2 separate regions of the Rattus norvegicus genome follow, and region 1 is linked to region 2. The links are chromatin contacts, called in public Hi-C maps. All regions are on one chromosome and are shown on one strand. Each heading gives the region's core, a stretch centred on a gene start, on an enhancer-like site or on the middle of the called end of the contact. The rest is flanking DNA. Distances are from core to core; before and after follow the strand shown. Region 1 overlaps Tbc1d1 (TBC1 domain family member 1). Region 2 overlaps LOC134481747 (a long non-coding RNA gene).

Evidence for each region. A called contact is a pair of places that touch in the nucleus more often than the background predicts.
Region 1: a contact with region 2 is called in a Hi-C map of liver, with 3 times the contacts expected there. The contact joins two enhancer-like sites. A contact is called at or near these places in 6 of 12 Hi-C or Micro-C datasets (Schwann cells, frontal cortex, kidney and 3 more).

The regions. Positions count from the first base shown.
Region 1 is chr14:44,353,957-44,359,383 of GRCr8, forward strand. All of the region lies in intron 14 of Tbc1d1 (TBC1 domain family member 1), which reads right to left. Among named protein-coding and RNA genes, the nearest start is that of Tbc1d1, 130 kb to the right of the region's middle. Within about 2 kb of position 2,140, at least 5 of the 93 cell types and tissues checked have an H3K27ac peak or open chromatin away from gene starts, as enhancers often do. A contact at or near this core is called in liver, where this site is marked.
Region 2 is chr14:44,140,322-44,145,629 of GRCr8, forward strand. LOC134481747 (a long non-coding RNA gene) reads right to left here. Exons shown (of 2, transcript XR_010057514.1): 2 at 4,224-5,172. Among named protein-coding and RNA genes, the nearest start is that of Mir328b, 130 kb to the left of the region's middle. Within about 2 kb of position 3,235, at least 22 of the 93 cell types and tissues checked have an H3K27ac peak or open chromatin away from gene starts, as enhancers often do. A contact at or near this core is called in liver, where this site is marked.

The sequences.
Region 1 (5,427 bases), core at 890-3,389, 210 kb after region 2:
TCCCTTTCTTAATGTTCATTCACAAAACCTCTCTTCCATCAATGCTCGAAACAGCGTTGTTCCTAATAGCCAAGAAGTGGAAACAACTCCCATGTCTACTCACTGGGAAATGTTGAGCAGAATGGAACACATCTACAGGTTAGAGCATTAGTCTCCATCCGAGAGTAAGGCACAGACATGAAAGAAGACTGCAACATCACGACAAGTGGGAAGAGCCAGCAGAGAGGGCTACAAACTCTGGGGATGCACTTACAGGAAGTGCCCAGGATTAGCAAAAGAGACATGGTAGATTAGTGATTGCCTATCAGCAAGGGGTGGGGTCAATGGACTGTGAAGTGGTGATTAGAAAATTCCTTTTCTAGTGACTTACGGATTTTTAGCTTGTCCTATAGTGATGGCTGCACAGGGCCCAGAGCGAATCCCTGAAGACAGCGACACTGAACTGTGGGCTTTAAATGGGTGATTTGTGCAGTGTACAAACTATATCTCAGTAGAGTTGCTTTTTAAGTAAAATTAAATGAACTTTTTTTTTTTCCAAAGAAAGAATCCCTTCCCAGAGCTCATGCTACCCTCCCCCTTCAGGACCATCCCTGTACCTTAGGAGGCTGTAGGGTATAGAGCTTCGGAGGCCAGTAGGCTGGTGTAGTATGAAATATCAGCAGACATTCACCCAAGGGCGGCTGTAGGTAAAGACATGGAGCCTCCTATGCACCCTCCTGCTGGTCACACCCAGCCTTCACTAAGTCCACAGATTTGATCCCCCTGAAAACATTGCAAACTTCTTGCCATTGTCACACTTCGACATCTTACTGAAACCTTTAATAGTAACAAATTAAGCTAGATAAGAAAAGCACATCTGCAATTCTAGTACTCACAGGATTGGGAGTTCAAGGCTAGCCCTAGCTACAGAGTTCAAGGCCAATATGAACTATATGAGACCCTGTCCTTGCCTCAAAATTAAGAATAACAAATCAAGGGGTTGGGGATTTAGCTCAGCGGAAGAGCGCTTGCCTAGCCAGCGCAAGGCCCTGGGTTCGGTCCCCAGCTCCGGAAAAAAAGAAAAAAAAATAGTAGAAAAAAAAAAAAAAAAGAATAACAAATCAAAACTTTCCACTTTGGACTTTGTCCTGGGGCACACACACATGCTCTGAATAGTCAGTTGACCCCAAGGAGGAAGTCCCTGCCAGCTGGGTGCTGCAATCAAGTCATAGTCACCTGACTCCCAGAACACCCAGCTCCTATGCTGAGGATAGAAACCTCGGCTCTATTCCCTTAGCAAGCAGAAGTGATCAGGGTGATGATGTTTTCAGATCACTTCACGAAGTGGAAGAACTTCTGTTTGAATTCCAGAGGCACATCGGGAAAAGTAACAGTGCTAGCGTAGCAGTGTTAACAAGCGCAGGAGCAACCAGCCAAGGCAGTCACAGTGGTTCTGGAATGATATGCCAAGGACAACACATATACACACAAAACAAAACAAAACCAAAAACTGAGCAAACAAAAAACTTCACATGAACAATCAGATCCTTGGCGTGAAAAAACTCCATCTTGAGCTGGAGAGATGGCTCAGCGGTTAAGAGCAACTGACTGCTCTTCCAGAGGTCCTGAGTTCAATTCCCAGCAACCACATGGTGGCTTACAACCATTTGTAATGAGATCTGATGGCCTCTTCGGGTGTGTCTGAAGACAGCTACATAAAGTAAATAAATTTAAAAAAAAAAAAGAAAAGAAAAACTCCATCTCAAAACAGGTCTTTATTTACTACAGAAAAGCAAGGTAAAATTGAACAAAAATCAATCTTGCCTGGGAGGTAGAATATGCCTGGAACCCCAGTATCTGAGAGGCTACAGCAGAGGTTTCCAAGTAAGCCCTGCAGAGCTAAATCCCATCTCAAAGAGGAGTAATTAAAAAAATAATCACATCTGTCAACTGGACACTATCTGCTTTTGTCCTTGCCATAAAATCCTGGAGAAAAAGAGACTCTTCCCATAAAGTCCTGCGGAAATCACAACTCCCTATTCAAATAAGTTGCAAGTGGGCAGAAGTACAACTATCTTAACTCCAACAGAACAGTACTGGGGGAAGGAAACAAGTTCTTTCTTGGGCATAGGAGAGCAGGACCACCAAGACCAGGGAGAAACACTGCCACCAAGTGGTGGCAGGCTCTCCAGTCACCCGAGGTTGCCAGGTCTTGATGTGACAGCAATACTTCAAAAGCTTCCTAAAGAAAAAGAGCCCACAAAGTCTGACCTTGACTCAGGCAGTGGGAGGACAGGTCCATCTTGGCTACTTAGGAATCTCCCAGGAAGACCAGGGATAAAGTCCAGCTGGTAGAGTCCTTGCCCCACAGGTCCCTTAGTCCAACCTCAGCACTACATTAAAGAACAAAACAAAACCCAGAAAGACAAGATACAACCACCAACAAAAACCAGACACACCTGTAGCACCCCAGCACTCAGAACTGGAGGGAGAATCAAGAGTTCAAGGGCAGCATCAGTTACACAGTGAGTTCAAGGTCAGCCTGGATCAACCCATTTCCAACAATGAATTCCCCAGATGGCTCTGAGGCCCAGTGAAAGACACACCCCTGAACAAGGCAAAATGACTGCACAGAGACGGATATGGTGTTTGCATCATTCCACTACGTCAGCCATTAAAATCTCCCCAAGACACATAAATTCTTGAAAACAAATTAAGTCACTAAGTACTTCCTACCTCTTGCCCAGTAACATAGAAGTCACACTGAAGATTCCTTACATGCTTTAGTTTGGCCTTAACTGTTTACATCTAGGGTTATCTAGCCTAAAGTTCTTCATGTTTTGAGTAGGGCAGGCTGATCTAGCTGTATTCACAAGCTAAAAAAAAAAAAATCTCTCAACATGGGCTTCACTGGACTATATACTCACAAAATGGGTTTCAAGTCAATAAATCATTCTTATTTATGCCAAAAAGACTTTCCTTCCCATTTTCAAGACATGTCAAGATCTGAAGGCATCTATTGTTGGTGAAATGCACACTGTGATATGAAATACTTAAATGAAATGAACTAGATGAAGACTAAAACTGTTCCCTGGCACAAACAGAACAAAAAGATTTCCTCCGTTCCAAGTGGAGAGCTGCCTAAAAATTATTTCATAATGACAAAGAGTTCTCTTTTGATGGTATGCTGAGAAAAGAAACTAGAGGATGTGCACCACAAACTACCTAGTTAAAAGCTGGTTTCCAGCATCCTGTGCTGTCCTGACAATTAGGTGAGAGTCCTTGACAAGGAAAACAAACTTGCGTACAAAGTACATCCTTGGAGCAGAGCACTGGGCAATGCCTGTAGAGGATGAGGGTAGACAGGGATTTCCCAGGTCCGTGTTTACCCTCTTACTCCCTATCACTGTACCCCATTGCACCCTGCTTCCTTACACGCACACCCCTTCTCATCTAAGGTCACTGGCAGCTCAGTGGTGGAGCACTGGCCCAGCAGGCAGGAGGCCCTGTCTTCATTCCTGTCTCCACAAAGAAAACAAGAAAGTCATTGAAACCCGTGATTAATGGAGGCCTAGAGCAGCCTCACAGAGACTAGGTAGGCCTGAAGACCCAGGTAATACCCACCGTAGCTGCCTACTCTAAGCATTATCTATTCAAAACAGGCTATTTGCACCAGTATCAGTAGGGCAGAAAGCCTTTCAGAAATGGAGGAGCAGCCTGGGATGCAACTGGTCCCACCTCAACAAGATCACCAAAGAATCCCAATCTCATTAAAGCTAGTGAAATCCATGTTCTGATCCATGAATGGACAAAATCACTTAATAGACAAGTGTGTGCACAACTTTGTCCAGGGATGAGTGCTCCCACTTGTCTATGGGAGGAACAGTGAGGCTCTGACAATCAGAGACTTAATTCCAAGGTGGAACATCTCTGTCCACTGCTCAGAGAAGCCAGTGTGTGCGTGCCCTCAGCCGTGCCCTCAGCCGTGCCCTCGGATGAACTCCTGAGCACACTCAACCTACCCTGGCTTTGCTTGATTTACTAGCACTCTTGTGATCCCACCCAGGATGGAGTGAATACTTTACCAAGTATGGTCCTTTCAAATAGTGCCACGAGTCCTCACCCAGAGAGCCACTGGCTTTCCTGGGTTTTAGAGACAACAATGGTAAGCAGCCACCACCATGTGGGAGCATCGGTAAGCCCTGAACTTTATATTTAAGCCACCAAGCCACTTTTAGCATCTCATTTCATGATCTGTGTTTGCTTCGTTGTGGAAACAGTTGTCTCGTCCCAGTGGAATAAAACTCGGTTTCCTATTTATCACGCAGCTTTGCTTCCACATGGTGAGGGCAGCATCACACTTAACCATCTGGATGCAGGGACCGAGCCTCTGCAGGCTCAGAGGCAGCAGCGCTAGCCCTCTCAGACTTTGCTAATTTAAACTTGTCAGTCTCACTAGTCATTGCTGAACTCTAGAGGGGAGGAGGGGCCGCAGGAGTGCAGCTCAGCAGTAGAGTGTCTGCCTGACATACGCAAGGGCCTGTGTTCTATCCATAGCATGGGTGGGAGACAGACACATTTGAAGATGTTTCCCTAGCTTTATTAGACAGTGAATTTGTAAGTACAAGGTAACCCCTCCTCACATAGGTTCTAATGACGGTATTGTCCAGTCTAACCTCTTCACTATTACCCTCCCTGTTCACTCCCTATTTCCCCTCTATTTCATGAATTTTGTCCTTAGAAACTAACAGCCTCACAGGCCACTGCTCTTGCAGTAGCACCATTACTAAACAGCAAACACCATGCTTTCAAATGACAACAGGCTTGTGTTAGGAGCAAGGAAGGCTGCCTTGTTCTTATACTTAGGGAAACTGTAAGTTTTCCCTCTCAGTGTAGCTCAAGATTGGACTCCTGGAGTGTGGAGTGTAAACGCAGAATAGACGCATTGGAGCGTCTGAGCTTGTACAAGGAACCACCGGAGTTGTTTTCTACCAATACTTCATGATTTTCTTTTCTCATATTATGAATTGTAAATACTTGCCAGTAGTGAGGGGACATGCCTTTAATCCCAGCTCTAGGAAAACTGCATTCAAAGCCGGCCTGGTCTGTCTATACAGAGTTTCAGGACAGCCAGGGTCACATAGTGAGACCCTGTCTCAACACCACACATACACTTAGATAATGTTTCTAATTAGCAATCTGCTCCCTTATCTAGGTGCGGCAAAAGTCATAAGCCTACGTTACCATGAGAATTTTAGAGAGTTCGATCTAGCTAGAGGTTCTCTCCAGGGAGAACTGGAGTCTGAACAGAAGTTCCAGGGCCTCCCTTGTCCCTGCCTGAGATGTCAAAGTGCTGCTGCTGCTGCTGCTGCTGCTGCTGCTGCTGCTGCTGCTGCTGCTGCGCAGGGTCCTGAGTGACCTTTCTGTCCTTCCTTAAGTTCATCTCAA
Region 2 (5,308 bases), core at 1,985-4,484:
AGAGAGGAGCAGACCTCCTGCATAGATGCCAATAGATGCTGTCAACTCTGTGGCCCAAAAAGAAGAGGGAAGGAGGAGCCAAATAAACCATCTCCAAACCACCACAGATGCAGCCTCTTTAGTCATGGGTATGAAAAGCCCTGTGTTTCAAACTCTAGACTCATCCTGGCCTCTTCCTCTCCCTTGCTGGTAAATCTCATTCCATTGCACCTCTTCCCTGTCCCACCCCCCTCTCTGTGACACACTGGTCATCACCCTCTATTCATTCTTACCACCATGACCCATGCTTCAACCCCCATCATCTTTCATTTGCACATAGGAGGTCTTCATCTTCAGTGTCCTGTGTCCTGTCTTTCCCTCCATTCATCTTCTGCCTAGCCTCAAATCTATCTTCTCCAAAATGCAAGACTAAGCATAAGATTGTCTCATGTAAGATCCATAGCCCTTTGATTTTTAAACTCCAGTGTGGGTCAGAACCACCCAGCAGGCTTGTGAAAATGGGGTGCTGGACCCTTCTGGAATGTTCTTCATGACTTCTTAATTTGCTGAATTCCTGAGTGAGGTCTCTTGTCTCCTGCACTGTGAGCAGCCCACACTGCGCTATTTCACTGAGTCTTCCTAGAGAACATCGTATAGTATAGGAACCATAATCCTCCCATCTTCCCAGTATCCTGTATTTGGGGGACGTGGGGCTCAGGCAGGCTTGGAACCTTGATCAGAGTACACAGGTACTAAATGAAAGACCCAAATTGTCCTCCTGACTTTAGCACCTGGACTTTATCCAATGAAATATTCAACTAATGATAATTAAATAGATGAATTACTTCGGCTAGAGTGTTTACTAACATCAGGTAAAATTTGTGATGGGGTCTTCTAGTTATCATTTGATATTGCATGCATGGTTTCTTTTATTGTCTCTATGAAAAATTCCTAAGAGGCCAACTTACAAGGGGATTTGTTCTAGGCTTCAATCCATCGTGGTAGGGAAAGCCTGAAGGGATATCTTACATCATGGAAGCTGGGGTTTCATCTAACCTGTGCCCAGTGGGATGGTGCCCAACACTTTTAGGCCGTGCCTTCCTTCTCCACCCTCCTGGCAGACACACCCAGAGATGGGTATCATCACCACTTTGGTGTTTCTCAGTCCAGTCAACTTGATAAGGCGATTAACCATCAAACAGGACACTAGGTACCTCTGTGACAATGTGTATGTCTCCATGCTATCCAGGCATTGCTGTATTTTAAGGGAGCCCAAAGGACGGAGCGCTAAATATCATTGCTCTCTCCTTCAACTGGGCGACCATTTGTCCATTTCTCTTTTCTTTTCTCTTTTCTTTTTCCTGTCCTCCTCCTCCTCCTCTTCCTCCTCCTCCTCCTTTTTCTTTTCCTCCTTTCTTGTTCTTTGCTTTTTGAGGCAGGTTTTTTTCTATGTAGCCTTGGCTGTCCTGTAACTTGCTTTAGAGACCAGACTAGCCTTGAACTCATAGAGATCCAATGTGCCTCTGCCTTTGGAGTCCTGGGATTAAAGGTTCATGCTACCAACCCCTGGCCATTTGTTCAGTTCTATCTAGCTACCCTGATTACGTCTTTGCATTTGTTTGACTTTAGGACATTTTTTTTTTTGTTTTTTTTTTTTGTTTGTTTGTTTTTTTTTTTTTTTTGTTTTTTTTTTTGGTTTTTGTTTTTTTTTGGTTTTTTTTTGTTTGTTTGTTTGTTTTTTTGTTTTTTTACCAGAGGGTTTCACTATTAATACAGCTTGGTGAATGACCAGAAACTTGGTGGATCTTGGTGAATTCTTGGTGACTCTCCAAGAAATTCACAGGCTTTGCCATGTGAGTAGCACTTAAAGGTGCCTGAGACCCAAGCCAGCCCCCTGTACTATTGGAGCAGGTAAAGCTTTCCTACAGGTGTGCCGTTCCCAACCCTTGAGGTCTTCTCAGGAAGTCAGTGGGAGAAGTCCTGTGATACTTGGACATAGGATGGCCGTTGTCCCTGCTTTCTGAGTTCTCCTTTTTCAACAGAAGCCAGGGGCCAAGCCTGGCTCCTTCCTGAGATTTTTTTCCTCCCTCGGATTCAGCAGAGATCTTTTTCTACAAGTCCCAAAGATGTTTCCCCCCACTTTACGAGTGAGGAAGCATGGATCTCTGTAGAGAAGTCTGCAGCCACTGGTTCTAAATGTTCAAGGAGAAAAATTAACGTATTGATAGCCTGGGCCTGCTAAGAAGGACAAACACAAGATCTGACTCTTCCTGCCCGGTGCACTTTCCGCCTCTTGCACACATGCGCCCCCTGCTGCCAGATGCTGGAAGTGCACCCGCGGGTGGGACCACGAGGACCACAGCAGCCCTTGTTGATACCTGCGTAGAAAGATTGCAAAGGAGTGGCCAAAGACGAAATCATAGTCTTCACATTTTCTCAAAAGGACCGAATTAAGCTTTTTTTGTTTTTTTGTTTTTTGTTTTGCATGTCAGGCATATGCTTTGTAATAAGAGATGAATAAACACCTCCTTGAAAGGTTAAACAGACGAAAGCGCTTCGGGGTTGGAGTCAGTCAACACAGATCCAGGCTTTGATGAGACTAGACTTCTTTACCTGTACTTTGAACACAGTGACATTGTGCATTATTGTGGAACATATCCATGAAGAGGAACGTATTAAATATTTTATAGCATAAGCAAAATTACTGTGTGCTGTCTAACAACCTCTCTCCTCTCCCTCTCTCTCTGCCTCCCTCTCCTTTCCCTCTTCTTTCCTCCTCTTTCTATCCCACCTCCTCTTTCCCTCCCATCCTTTTTCATACATCTTTAAGTGGACATCACAGTGAAGCAACCTAACCCTCCAACAACCCAAAAGGAAGTAAGGCAAAGAAAGCACAGCCACAAACCGGAAGTAACAGAAAAAAAACCCCCTGTATCTCCGGCAAAACAGTAAAAAGTGAAAGAAAGGAAGAAAGAAAAAATAAATAAAGAAGCAGTGTTAGACTCTGGGGAGATCAAGTTAGATTTAGCTAGCATGGGTTTCCAGCCTGGCTTGACCCCCTAAGTAGGGGGTTTTAGAGATGACTGAGTAATTCTTGACCTCTGTTTGACCCATAAACAGGAATTCTCATTTGGCATTGTAGGAGCTCTGGAGCTAGTAGGTTCCTGCCTTTTTAAATGTAGGTCTCTCCTCCTTTTCGCCGGTGGCAGTGGGCGGGCCTGGGCTCGCGGCAGGGAGGGGCCACCACGCCTGCGTCCTCCTGGGAGCCGCCCTGCCCTGCTGCTGCAGGCAGCTCCGTGCCCTGCTGGCTCCCTCCCTTCCTGTAGCAGCCCTGCCACGTGGTAGATTGGCTACTTCTGGGAATGTGAGAAAGCACTCCACCGAGGGCCACACCAAGAACTTTTACAGCTCTGTGGATTATGTTAAACTTTCCTTGCAAGCATCTGTTTAGAGACAAACCCCTAGATGTTCTCTATGGCACAGAAAAACAGGGGGTGACAGAGAAATCAAATCAACCAATCGGGACAGTGTTGGTTGTGTTAGCTTTGTCCTTCAAAAATCTTCTTAATTCTCTTGCCTCTTCCTTCTTGGGGGGGGGGGGATTTTAAGGTAAGGGAGTTTTAAAAAAAGATGCCAGTGAACATCTTCATCACAGTTTTCCTGAAAGTTTCTGCCCTAGGACTGAGGAAGAAGACAGCAGCCCTTCTGGCCCCGAACCTCTCCCAGTAAAATGCTTGAGGAAAGGGGACCTAGGTCTCTCTTTAGAGTAGCCCCAGTACATGGTACAGCGACCTGAGGACAAATAAAAACATTCTTAAGGTTGGATCTTGCCAGACGTAGACGGCTTAGCCTATGACCTCCCACTGTGCATGTGCCATTGAAAAGTGTTCTGGCTGCTGATAGACTTGGTGGTTTCAAAGTGTTTAGACCTCTGAGCCTCTTTATGACTGTACGCCTGTAAACAGGTGGAGTCGAGCCTGTGGTATTGATGGGAGGATTGAGGAGGCCAAGGCCACAGAGCTGGTTTCCTGGGAGGTCTAACCTAGGTCAAGGTCTGAATGCAGTATTCCGTACCAGTTATGATGGGTCTGCCAGCTCTCCTTCATGGTAAATTAAATAACTACCCTTTTAAAACATAAGTCAAAATAAATGTATACAGTCACAGGACCTATGTATTGTGTATTTATATTACAAATTAAACAGGGTGTGTTTCCAATGCAAAAAAAAAAAGTCACACTCTGGTACCCTCTTCAATAGAGAGCACATTTTAATAGGTAATTTATTTCTACAGCTCAATAGTCAAACTCTAGAACACACTGTACCTGAAAAAGCCTTGACTAAACCTCCCTCACAGCATCTGATTTCTTCAGGTTCTTTTCTCCTTCATCAATAACCATTTTTTAAAATATTACTTGTTTATGAAATTCTTAGAGATTCAGAGCCTTACTGTAAGTTGAGTTGCACATGGTATGTTTTGAATTGGTTTCCTTCAAGTGATGTCAGGCTTGCCTAAACAATTTGCCTCTTACCTGGGAACCCCAAGGGTCACTGAGGAGCCAGTAGGAGGGCTGCAGGAAAGAGAGCCTGAGGTTTGAAGCTCTAGAGGCTACAGGAGAATAGGCCAGCTCCATATGTTCAAGAATCCAGCCAGACAAGGCTGATCCCAATGAGTCCTGGGGTTCTTGCCTGACACTGATGAGGGTTGCTAGCTGTTTTCACAGGGAAAGCTGTCTAAGAAGGAGCTGTGAGGAAGTCTGGGACAGGCACATGTCAGATCACACAGATCCAGCCCTCCCACTGCTTACTGATGTGCTTGTGAGAAAGAACCCCCAACAGAGCCGAGACTCTCCAGAGGCTCTCAGGCTTGAACAAGGCAGGTCAGCTGGCAGGCAGGGGAGGGTGCAGAGTCAGCCTTGGACTTGTTTGGACTTCCGCCAGGTCTGTTGTAACAAAGTGCAGTAAATGGCAGAAGTTCCCCATTTTTGTGGTAATAGATGCTGGAAAGCCGAGAGTCTGTGCATGGTAGAGCCCCTTCTGGGGCTTGAGAGCCTTTCTGGGGCTTGAGAGCAATGATCCATTCCAGAACTTTCTCCTTGTCTTGTATGTAGTTGTCTGTTTTCTGTGTCTTCATCCTTTGTGTTTATCCAAGTTCTGGGATTAAGATCTTCCCTAATGGCTTCATTTTAACTTCACCTTTGTAAAAACAAAACAAAAGCACTGTAAACAAAGCTACATTCTTGAAACATTGTTAAAAATTTATAGTAACATCTTGCCTGGGAGTAAGTAGCTGCTGTGGTTTGAGTGTGTTCCCCAAAGTTCATGCGCTGAG